Linked DNA regions of Sus scrofa: region 2 is linked to region 1. Evidence: chromatin contacts called from public Hi-C data. All regions are on one chromosome and are shown on one strand. Each heading gives the region's core, a stretch centred on a gene start, on an enhancer-like site or on the middle of the called end of the contact. The rest is flanking DNA. Distances are from core to core; before and after follow the strand shown.

Region 1 (5,667 bases), core at 2,218-4,717:
CTGAAAAGAAATGCATCCAAGCCTCTCCCTTAGTTTATGTTCCAGATGAAAGAATCTGGGAAAAGAGAAGACAGAACTATATGAATACTTCCCCCCTGCAGAGAAATGGCCACAGGTCATGGGAGAAGGGGCACTGTTTCTTCCAGTCCCCATCACCCTTATACCATTCCTCAGTTATACTGTAGATAAGGTTCCTGGCCTCTTCAATGTTCTGGCCAGAGAGAGATAGTTGAGGAGTAGGCATAGGGCTGCTCTGTTGCTTCTAGTGGCTCCTCTCTTTGGAATAGCTTTTATTTTTTCCTCAAAAGCAAAAACACCCAATCAGTATCATCCAAAAGTCACACCAGCATTTCCTTAGCATTGTTTTTTACTTTCTGGGGGGAGGAGATAGAAGGAGGGAGGAGGAAGGAAACAGGGATCCACTGGAGTCTCCAAAAGGTATGAGACTGGTAGCATAAGGACGGGATGAGATGGCCAGGTAGATAAGATGGGAGGTCCCCAAGATCCATTTTTCTATTGATTCATACACACTAATGAAAATGATGACATACATGGAATTGCCTAGCACATGGTATTCAACAAATGTCAGCTGCCTTCTCTAGCAAGGGTTCTCCACAGGCTAAGGGTACCTAGACATCGCCATCCTTCTCCTTTCAGGAAATGAAGCTCACCTGGAAAACTAGGGAACTTAAAGTGCAGTACAGTTGAGAAAATGCAGTTGGCTGGCTGGCTCAGTGCAGAGACTGGCTGTCTCCCCATCCCCCTCGCTCCCCTCTGCCAGGGTGGGGCTGAGAGTAGAGCTCCCCAAGTGACTTCCCTGAGGCCTAGCTAGCTTGTCCTAGAAGATTCCATGTGGAGGGCTGAGGGTTGTGAGTCTCTAGTGCACAGTCCTCTCTTTCTGGCGATGATAATCTGGGGAAAAAAGAAAGAAAAGGAGGAAAACAGCAGGTTATTTTCCGGCCTGAGCTCCCAATTCCCCACCCCCAACTTGTGGGGCCTCCAGTAATCAGTATTTAAAGAGCTCCTATCAAGGATTCAGCCCGGTAAGCCAAAAAGAGAGTGGCACTTACTGTAGGGAAAAAAGCGGACACGCATGCTGATTTCACGAGCTGTCTTCAGGATCTCAACAGCCTAGAAGGAACACAGCAGCTTGTACAAATGAAGAGATATGACCCGGGACAGAATCAGAACAGGAGGAAAACAGTTTGCCACTCGAACCTTCTGGGTCACTGACAGCTGCTTCCCTCGTATCAAGGAGAGGTTCTTTCTTATCAAGTTATGGATTAGGCTAATCCTGTCCACTCTCGCCTACCTGGGATGGCTTCATGCCTCACCACAGACCAAGTCCTGTGCTCACCTTGCTGTGCTCAATATCTTGGAAATCCACATCGTTCACAGCTAGGACTTGGTCCCCTTCCTGAAGTCCTGCTCGATGTGCATCAGAGTCAGGAATCACCTGTTGGAAAGGACAGAATATATATAATAAAGGTGGGATAATTTCAAAGAATGTAAGTGAAATTAAGTCCTATTCAAATGTAAGGCACTATTTTAAGTGTGTGTTTGTGTGTGTGTGAGAGACAACATAGGTAAATAGGTGGCTTGCCAAGTGGGAAGTTTTAAGTGGGCAAAGAAGGGTATCCCCAGCATGCCCCTTCTATGAGTCTACTGAATCATCCTTCTCCCCACCCTTGGAACATCAGGGTTCTGCAATCTGATAACAAAGGAAGTGGCTCCATTATTGCCTATGAGGCACACGCACCTTGGAGATGAAAATGCCTAGCTGGGAGGCCTTTCCTCCTCGGATATTAAATCCCAACTGTAAGACAAGAGCACAGAATGGGGGCTCAATACAGACAACAAACACAAAAACATTGAGTAGCATAACTGTACAATAGCTTGGCTTGTGTCCCTCGGAGAGAAGTCAGAAGTTATGGAAGTGGTGTATCAGCTTTTCTGTCCATAAAAGTTTCTTTACCTCCCTAGCTATTTCCCAATCCATCTCTCAACCATGGCAAACTTCTGGGCCTGGTTCTAGCAGGGAATATGAGGCAATTTTTCCATAAGCTCACCTGAGCTCCAGGGGGTTTCTTTAGTGTGACGATGCGGGGAAGAAACTGGGTCAACTCATTGTTGTAGTCTGGGTGGTATACTCTCTGCAAGACACAGCAACCCAAGAAAGCTTACTACCAGTCTACCTTCTGGTAGTCTACCAATCTACCTTCATCTAGAACACAAATCTATCACCCTGAAGCCAGGATAATGTGAAGTCATGGACTTAGTTTAAGTAGAACAGATAACACTGTCCGAATGGGTAGATGGATAGCATGGGGAAATGTTAGCAGCCCAGTAGATCCCCATTTCTTTACCTCAAGAGAAAGGATTTCCCAGAATTCTTTGGTGTAAATGGCCTCTGGCAGGTTTCCCTAAGAAGATCTCAGTGGACCCAGATGCTCAGAATCCAGCTGACTAAGATTAATTCTCCACTGAGCTTTCTAACCCTACCATCCTAGCTTTCATGTATCATCTCATGCTCATGGGAAAAAGCCCTTACTCAAGGGTACAGATGGTTCCCACCTCATGAGGAGGAATCCATGCTGGGGGATTCTCGTAGGCAGGCAGGAAAACCACCGGGTAGTCATCGTAAGGAATCCGGCTGTCCATCTCTACTAAGGCCCTGGAATGTAAGGGTAAATCAAAACTGACGACTATGGTTCAAAAGGCAAAAAAGCTCAGAAGTTTCAGAAACTAATTCCAACTTATCCTAAGGCTGTCAGTCTATAGGCCCAGCCCACCTCTAGGTGATAAAGATTTGGGGAGAGAAGGGAGAAAACCATCAACTTTGCTGAATATCTGGATGCCAAGCAACCTGTTAGATACACTACAGAAGTGATCTCCTTTCTCACAACACTCCTGCAAAATAAATATTACCCTCTTCATTCTAGAGAAGAGGAAATCAGGATCGCGTCTAAAAAATATGTGACTACTAGAGTTCCTGCTGTGGCACAGGGGGTTAAGGATCTGACTGCAGCAGCCTGGGTCGCTGCAGAGGCATAGGTTCAATCCCTGGACTGGCGCAGTTGGTTAGGGATTCGTAACTGCCACAGTCGCTGCTACGGCTGGGATTGGATCCCTGGCCCAGCAACTTCCATTTGCCGTTAGTGCGGCCGAAAAAGAAAGAAAAAAAAATGTAACTACTTTGGAAATCCAACGGAGCGCACACTCCAACTATCCACACGGACTGAGGGCAAGGCACTGCCCCACATTCTCTAATGTGATCGGTAACGGCGTAGGTCCCCAGATCGACCCTTCCTTTACCACCAGCCACTTTCCAGATCCCCGACCCGAATCCTGCTAGAGTCCCGCGCACACGACGCAATACAGGTCGTCGTACTACCTCTCCCACCCGCAGGCCTCAGCCACCTCAGGTTCCGCTCACAGTCAATTCGGTCTGGGAACCGGAAGCGGATGTTCGGCTGCGTCGGAAAGGGGCGGGGTCAGGGTGCGACGCGCGGGCCCTCCCCTCCCAAACGCGTCTTTCTGAGCGCGTCGCGTACGTGCTGGGCCCGCAGGTTGTCTGCGCTTCCATTGGCTGGCGCCTCCAGATTTGAAACTTGGCGGTTAAAGCTCCGGTTGGGACGGGGCGGCGGGAGACGAGGGAAGGGACGTTCAGTTTGGTGAGTTAAGGGGGCACATCTTAGTTCAGGATCTGCCTTTCCCGGTACCGTGGGGCTTTGGTTCTTTGTCGTCGTCTCCTCTGGGCTTTTCCTTTCCATTTCAGACGCCACTTCGCTCTCTTCATTCTGGCCGAAAGGGCAGTCCTGTCGTGGCCAGGTCTGAGGGACAGTGACTTTCCTGAGGCAGAGATCCCGCTGGGAGGCGGAGGCTGCCGCCTTAGGCTATCGCTCTCTTCCCTAACCCACCTCACCCTTGGAGGAGGGCCAGGACTGAGGGACGACACTCTCCCACCCCTGCCGACCTACCAAGATTCATCACCGAGCATCTTTTTTTTTCTGCCCCTGCAGAGACCGTGCCGAGGTAGGATCATGAAGGAAGAGGTGAAGGGCATTCCTGTAAGAGTGGCACTGCGATGTCGCCCTCTGGTCCCCAAAGAGATTAGTGAGGGCTGCCAAATGTGCCTTTCCTTCGTACCCGGGGAACCTCAGGTGCGTAGCCAAGTTCTGGGCCTGCCTGTGAACAGCTGGGGCCAAATGGCAGTGAGGGGCGTGGTCTGGCCTTTTTTTTCTTACTCCTTTTCCCTTGTCTTCTCTAGGTGGTGGTTGGTACTGATAAATCCTTTACCTACGATTTTGTATTTGACCCCTCTACTGAACAGGAGGAAGTCTTCAACACAGCTGTAGCACCACTCATAAAAGGCATATTTAAAGGTGAGGCTCTTTGATTCTTGAGCATACACTACGTGTCAGGCACTATGATGAGGTGCTGCCAGTACAACCATGAATGAGACATAAGTTCTGCCCTCAAAAAACCAATAGCCTAGGAACTCAGTCTCACTTGTCTGAACCCTTGAAACTAGTTTTATACTATATTTGTTTTCTATGGTTCTGCTCATCTTTGACTTGTATACATTTTTGTTTGTTTGTCCTGGCATATCATTAGATTCTAAAGCTCTTTGATGAGTGCTGATGAAGATCAGTGTGCCAGTCTACTTGAGGCCCAGGCACTGCAAAGCCTGTTGAGGGATTCAGAGATAAATAATATATCTTCCATGGCCCCGAGGAGTTCAAAGTCCAGGGATAGGAGCGGAAGTAGATGACTACATACAGAAGAAATACATAAGAAATTTTAAATGTTTAACTTCTCTCTTTAAGAAAAAATATTTTAAAAGTTAAAACCTTTGAGGTTTCCTAAAGCCCCTAAAAACTCTGGCCAGAGTATTTTTTATTTATTTCTACTCTTTCTATTTTGTTTATATTTACTGCAGAAGCTAAGGCTTTATTATTTTATTTATATTTACTGCAGGAGCTAAGGCTTTATTATTTTATTTATATTTATTGCAGAAGCTAAGGCTTTATTAATAAGGTGTTATTGAAGACCATAGCAAAGTTCTGAAGAAAAGAGCAGTGCCTGAGAGGTATCTAATTGTTACTCTACTACAGAGGTTATTCAGGATTCAGAGCAGAGGGCTGTTTAAAAGAAGTAGAACCAAGGCACAATAGTCCCTTAAAGTTGAAAGGGACATTTGTACATCATCTAGTCTAACATTCCATCCTAAGAAAAATACTTTCTAGCAATATCTCTGTTAAGTGAACTTCCAACATCTGGTTAACATTTTTTTTCTTGGACAGGGATATCACTGACTCCTACTCCTGTTGATTGGTTTTTGTCTGTTAGTATTTGTTTTATGTATTTGGGTGCTCCTATATTGGGTGCATATATGTTGATGAGTGTAATATCCTCTTCTTGTATTGATCCTTTTTTGATTGGTTTTTGGACAACTCTAATTGTGTTAGATTATACTGAGATGAAATTCGCTTCCTGGTAATTTCTACCCAGTGATGTTAGTTCATCCATCTAAACAAACAGACACCTTCTTCCAGGGAACAGCTATTCGCATATTTTTCTTTCACTTTTTTTTTAATGATGTCATGGCTCAGGATGCATTGAACACTTTGTTTCAAATTTCTTAAATGTTAAAACAGTAACCTC
Region 2 (5,667 bases), core at 935-3,434, 150 kb after region 1:
GAGATGAAATTAGATGTTATGAAATTATTGTTAATTTTCTTAGATGTCATAAGCATATCGGGGTTATGTTAGAGAATGTCTTTATTCCCACAAGATGCATGTTGAAGTATTTAGGGGAGGAGTGTAATTAAATATGTAACTTAAATTTTTTTTGTCCAGGTAATATTAATTTTATTATTATAGTTGATTTACAATATTCTGTCAATTTCTGCTGTCATCATGTTCCACCACGAGTGATTGGATATAGTTCCCTGTGCAGGATCTCATTGCTTATCCACTCCAAATACAGTAGTTTGCATCTATGTAACTTACATTTGAATGGTTCAGAAAAAAGTGTAGATAGGTGAATAGAGCAAATATAACAAGGCATTGCCAGTTGTTGGCTCTATGAGGAAGATATATAGGTGTTCATTTTACTGTTCTTTTAACGTTTCTGTACATTTGCAAATTTTCATCTTAAAATGTGGGGGTAAAAAATTTGAAGAAAAAGGATCACAACCTCATGTCCTCCCCTAGTATTCCCAATCCCTCGTTCTCTGCTCTTTTTCTTTTTTGTTCACAGTACTTATCACCATGTGTAGTAGAATATAATTCACTTATTTATTGTGCTTATTTTTGTCCATGTCCTCTCACTAGAATATAAGCTCTTCATTTGTTGTGTTTTGTTCTGTTCTGCTCTATCCTCAAATCCTAGAATAGTGTCTGGCACATAGCAGGTACTCAGTGAAGATTCGTTGAATTAAGAATGAATTTCTGGGAGTTCCCGTCGTGGCGCAGTGGTTAACGAATCCGACTAGGAACCATGAGGTTGCGGGTTCCATCCCTGCCCTTGCTCAGTGGGTTAATGATCCAGCATTGCCCTGAGCTGTGGTGTAGGTTGCAGACGCGGCTCAGATCCTGTGTTGCTGTGGCTCTGGTGTAGGCCAGCGGCTACAGCTCTGATTAGACCCCTAGCCTGGGAACCTCCATATGCTGCAGGAGCAGCCCAAGAAATAGCAAAAAGACCCAAAAAAAAAAAAAAAAAAAAAGAATGAATTTCTGTAGCCCTAGGGCTTAGGTCAAGGTCTTGCACAGAGTAGATATGCAATGAATATTCACTGAACTGAGATCTGAGTTTGGCAGGAAAACTTGGAATAGACCTGTTGTACTTGAGTGGTTCAGAGCATGGACTCTGGAGTCAAATGACCAGGATGTGGATCCTGATTCTGTCACTTCCAGCTATGTTACCTAACTGTATTAACATCTCTGAGCCTCAATTTCTCATTGGTAAAAGTCAGGCAATAATAGTAGCACCTTGGTAGGGCTTTTGTTTGCATGTAAACCACTTAGGACTTGGTAAAGACTCACTAGTTTGTAGCTAATGACGAAATAAGAATAGCAAACAGATAAGAGTTTTCTCAGCCTGTCATCCTTCCTCTATCTGCCAACAGGCTGAGCCAGGTATTCCCAACTCTTTCCCAGACCCCTGGGCTTCGTTCACTTCAGATCTCTTCTTACCTTTCCTCCTGCTGAACTTTCTTTACTGTCTTGGCATCCTGAATTGCTTTCCTCCATCATAACATGCTGGAGTCAGCGGAGGAAACAGGAGTCTGTGTGCAAGGGACAAGAGCTTAGGGCTTTCCTTTTCTCCTGTTCTAAGCTTGAGTCCCTCATTGGTAATGGGAGCAGGTCAAGTGTGAGGTTATAGTCATTTGGGGGCCTAGAGGTTGAGAGTACAATAGTCCTGAGGAAAAGGCACTGACAAGAGAGTAGCCTCATAAACTGCCTTCTTCCTTGGTCCCCTGTTAAGAGAGAGCACCTTACTCACCTTGTTCTAAGGTCCCTTGGATCTGTTCTGCCGCCTCAGATCTTTACTTCTGGTGGCCCCAAGCTCAGAGCAAGGCTGGGGACCCATTGAGCATTTCCCTGCAACTCCCTCTTGGTAGTGGGGTGGGGTGGAGAGGGCGGAGGATGGACTGAAATTGGGGAGAAGGGGGCACGGATTGGGAGGCTGAGTTCACCCGTGGCTCAAGTCCCCTGCCCCCGCCTTAGGGTCAGTGGTTCCCCAGATATCTGGGAAGCTGGGGCTGGGGCTGAGCCTAGGGGCACCAATGCCTCTGTTCCTTTAAGAAGCCGCTGTTTAGCATTCCTGCCGCTGCCACTGCCGCTGCCGCTGCCTGATTCTGCACGCTGATTGGCTGGAATCAACTGAGAGGGGAGCCAGGGAGAGATGCTCTTGACTCCACTCAGATCCATCCTGGGGACCAGTGCAGGAGCGGTCCTCGCAGCACCCAGCTTCTGCCCAGGCTCCCGCTTCTTCTTTGCCGCTGGGCCTCGGCCCAGGAGCCACGACGGGCGACACGGAGCCGCCAGTGCTGGAGGGGGAGCCGTGGGTGCGGGGCAGCGTGGGGGCAGAGGCCCCGGGACGCCCGCCCGGCCCCAGGCCCCGCTCCGCCCGGGCGCCCCCACGGGTGCCCCCCCCTTCCTGGTCCGAGCAGTGTGAGTGTGCCCGGGAGCCCGGCGGCGGCGGCGGCGTGGAAACCGGCGTGGGCTGGGGGGTCCGGGCCGCGGGGGCAGTGCCATGCACAAGCACCAGCACTGCTGTAAGTGCCCCGAGTGCTATGAGGTGACCCGCCTGGCCGCCCTGCGGCGTCTTGAGCCTCCGGGCTACGGGGACTGGCAGGTACCCGACCCCTACGGACCGGGCGGGGGCAATGGAGCCAGCGCCGGTTATGGGGGCTACAGCTCGCAGACCTTGCCCTCGCAGGCGGGGGCCACCCCCACCCCCCGCACCAAGGCCAAGCTCATCCCCACCGGCCGGGATGTGGGGCCAGTGCCCCCTAAGCCAGTTCCGGGCAAGAGCACCCCCAAACTCAACGGCAGCGGTCCCAGCTGGTGGCCCGAATGCACCTGTACCAACCGGGACTGGTATGAGCAGGTATGGAACAGCGGTGGTGGGGGGGGGGGTGGAGGGGCAACCCGCGGGGACTGAAGAATGGGGGCCTAGGGGCCTGGGGTGCAGCAGGGACTCCAGGGGCTCCAAGCCAGCGGACCCTGAGCCCTAGCATTGCAGCTGGGCCAAGAGAGGCGGTGGGAAATGTGTGCTTCCCTGTGTGTGTCTGTTGGGGGGTCTCCATTTGGAGGGGATTGGGAGGAGCTGTGTGTCAGGAGGTGAAGGTATGGCGGAGGGGCACATGTTCTTGTTGGGGGGATTGGGCTCCTCTCAGTGCGGGGTTTAGCAGTGTCTCTGTGTCTGGCAGGGGGCGGGAGGTTCTGCGGGGGCTGTGTGTGGTGTGTCTCCAAAGAGGGGAGGAGGGGGCATGGTGCTTTGCGTAGGGGGGACATGTGTGTGTGTGTGTGTGTGTGTGTGTGTGTGTATGTTGAGGTGTGTGGAGGAAGGCAATGGAGCTCCTGTGAATCTATGTGGAGAAGCCCATGTGCCCAGCTCACTGAGCCTCATCCCTTGATGCCATGAGTCCCTCTCTGTCCTAGTCCCTTTGTGTGTGAATGTGCACATGGACATGTGGGGATGTCTCTCTGAATGTGGAGGTGTCTCTGTAGATGAAGCTGCAGGGATAGCTGTATTTTCCTGCGTGTGTGTGGCTACATGTATATGTGTGTGAGCATGTGGATGCAAGTGTGTGCATGCATGTACCTCTGTGTGTGTGTGTGTGTTGTCCCTGGTGAGAGGCGCTTGACAGGCAAGGCAGGGGAGGGGGAGGAGGCGAGGGACACGTCCCAAGCAAGGCTGAGAGGCTGCTGAGAAGGACGGACTCTTTTGTCCAAGCAGCTCTGAAGTGTGTGTGCTGGGGGAGCGGGGCGGGGGGGGGGAACTGAAGCAAGCTTTCTCGCTCCAGAGCAGGCATGTTGCCTAGATCCAGGCAAGGGGCAGCTGCTCTGGTGCAGGGACTGGCTCCAGTGGGGCATGTTCCCCCTTCGGTACCCCCAGATGTGGGAGAACTTGGCCCCCTAGCCCTGATTTAGCACAGCTTGGGAACCCCTGGGTGCTGGGCACAACTCCGGCTTCCACTCCCTGCCTAAACTGCCAGCTTAGAAAATGGAAGGAGCATCTGTGGGAGAAGCAGCAAAATGGAGGCTGGGCCGGCAGAGCCAGGTCCCTGGCATGCATGGCGGAAGGCCTGTCTGGTCGTTTGGCTCTGCAGCCCCCAGGGTAGGGAAAGGGGAGGAGAAGGCTTTGCTGTGGAGGGCAGGTGCTGGCTGCCCCAAGCTGGGGACTGTTCTGGCCACCTCTGTCCCCCTTCAGGGATCGGATATGCTCTCGCTCAGAAGCAAAGGTGGGGAGTTCCTCGGGAGAGGAGTCCTCCGTTTTGGCCTTCAGTCTGTCCACACTAGCTGTTTCCCGTGTCCCTTGCCTCAGCCCCTGGCCCTCTCCAGCAAAGCCCCCCTTTCTCTTTTTCTCCTCCATCCTAGGACCCTTCCCTTGTAAACACTCTCTCATGCTTGTCCTGATGAACTGGGAGATGGGTGCCAGTCCCAAGGCTGGGGCACTTGGTCAAGGTTTGTTTGCCAGGGCTGATCCCTAGATGGCTCCTGGCTCTGGGAGCTGATTCCCTGGGAGGGGCAGCGAGAGGCTGGAGGGTGGACCAGTGGGAACCAAGAGTTGCTAGGTCTTGCTGGAGCTAGGCTTGAAGCATGGCTATCACATGTGGCCACACATGGTATACCAGATGTATATAAGAGCTGCATGTGAATCCTTTTGCCTGTGTGTCTGCTGCATTGTACTTCAGGTGGCTGTCTTGGTTTCCCGGCTCTGAAGAGCCATCTGATCAGGGACCAGAGTGGGGCTGCAGAGAGTCCTCCCACCAATTCCTAGGGCTTCAGGCATAAAGTCCTGGGGCCAGGCTCAGAAAAGATGGAGGCATGACTAGCCAGCCCTTTCCTCCTCTCCTCCTCTCTGCTTTTGAAGCTTAAGCTGTATGGGGCAGAGGGGGGAGGGAGAAGCAGAGCAGGGCTTGGTGAGGATACCTCACCCTAGGGGTGCAGCTCCTCTCTTCAGAGAAGGAGACCAGGGGTCAGGAAAGGGGCATCATGGCCAGAGAAAGATGGGGAGGGACACCAGTCTATCTGGGAGAGAGGCAAGAGGCTATCTCCATTCTTGGGGATGAGCATGAGAGTCAGGGAGCAGGTGCTACTTGTCTGTCCAGATTCACATTTTCACTTGACAGTGGCCACGAGTATGTCCTGTCTGGGAGGCTACTTCTATGGGTTGGTCAGACCAACCCTGTGTTTCCATCCCCTTCCCTTGCTTCTCCTCCCATAGCTATGGCATGTTGAAGGCCATGGACTCTGCTCCCTGTCAGTCCATGGGTTGTCAGCTTCTCTCTCATGGGGAATCTTGTCTACTCTGCTCCTGTCATACCCCTGGCTTTGCCTCTGACTCCTGACTGGATCCCTTTCTGCTGGGAAACACAAAGGGTTTGGGATCAAAAGCCCCTGGGTAAAAAATGGATTAAGACTTTGACTCCGTCTGCCCATTTGAGGAATCGGGTTCTTGGGAACACAGGAGATATAGACTGAGGGTTTGTGAAATACTTTGAAGGGGTAACTTTCCTTTTTCCCACGAGCTCTGCTGGGGAAGGTGATGAGTGGCCAGAACATCAATGGGCTTGGCAGCTTGCTTTAACCAAAAGAGCACCTGGAGATCTGGGTTCTAGCCCCTGCCCTGCC

Evidence for each region. Hi-C and Micro-C count contacts between places; a contact is called where the count stands out from the background.
Region 2: a contact with region 1 is called in a Hi-C map of embryonic fibroblasts, with 3 times the contacts expected there. The contact joins the promoter of DLG3 here to the promoter of PDZD11 in region 1. A contact is called at or near these places in 8 of 47 Hi-C or Micro-C datasets (blood, brain, embryonic fibroblasts and 3 more).

Annotation. Positions count from the first base shown.
Region 1 is chrX:56,315,912-56,321,578 of Sscrofa11.1, forward strand. PDZD11 (PDZ domain containing 11) reads right to left here and starts at 3,468. Exons shown (of 7, transcript NM_001001630.1): 1 at 3,395-3,468; 2 at 2,575-2,674; 3 at 2,070-2,153; 4 at 1,760-1,816; 5 at 1,358-1,456; 6 at 1,071-1,131; 7 at 350-912. The coding sequence starts at 2,661. The coding sequence ends at 878. It overlaps KIF4A (chromosome-associated kinesin KIF4A), which reads left to right and starts at 3,542. Exons shown (of 31, transcript XM_003360353.4): 1 at 3,542-3,674; 2 at 4,023-4,163; 3 at 4,271-4,385. The coding sequence starts at 4,044.
Region 2 is chrX:56,469,757-56,475,423 of Sscrofa11.1, forward strand. DLG3 (disks large homolog 3) reads left to right here and starts at 2,185. Exons shown (of 20, transcript XM_021079732.1): 1 at 2,185-2,917. The coding sequence starts at 2,561.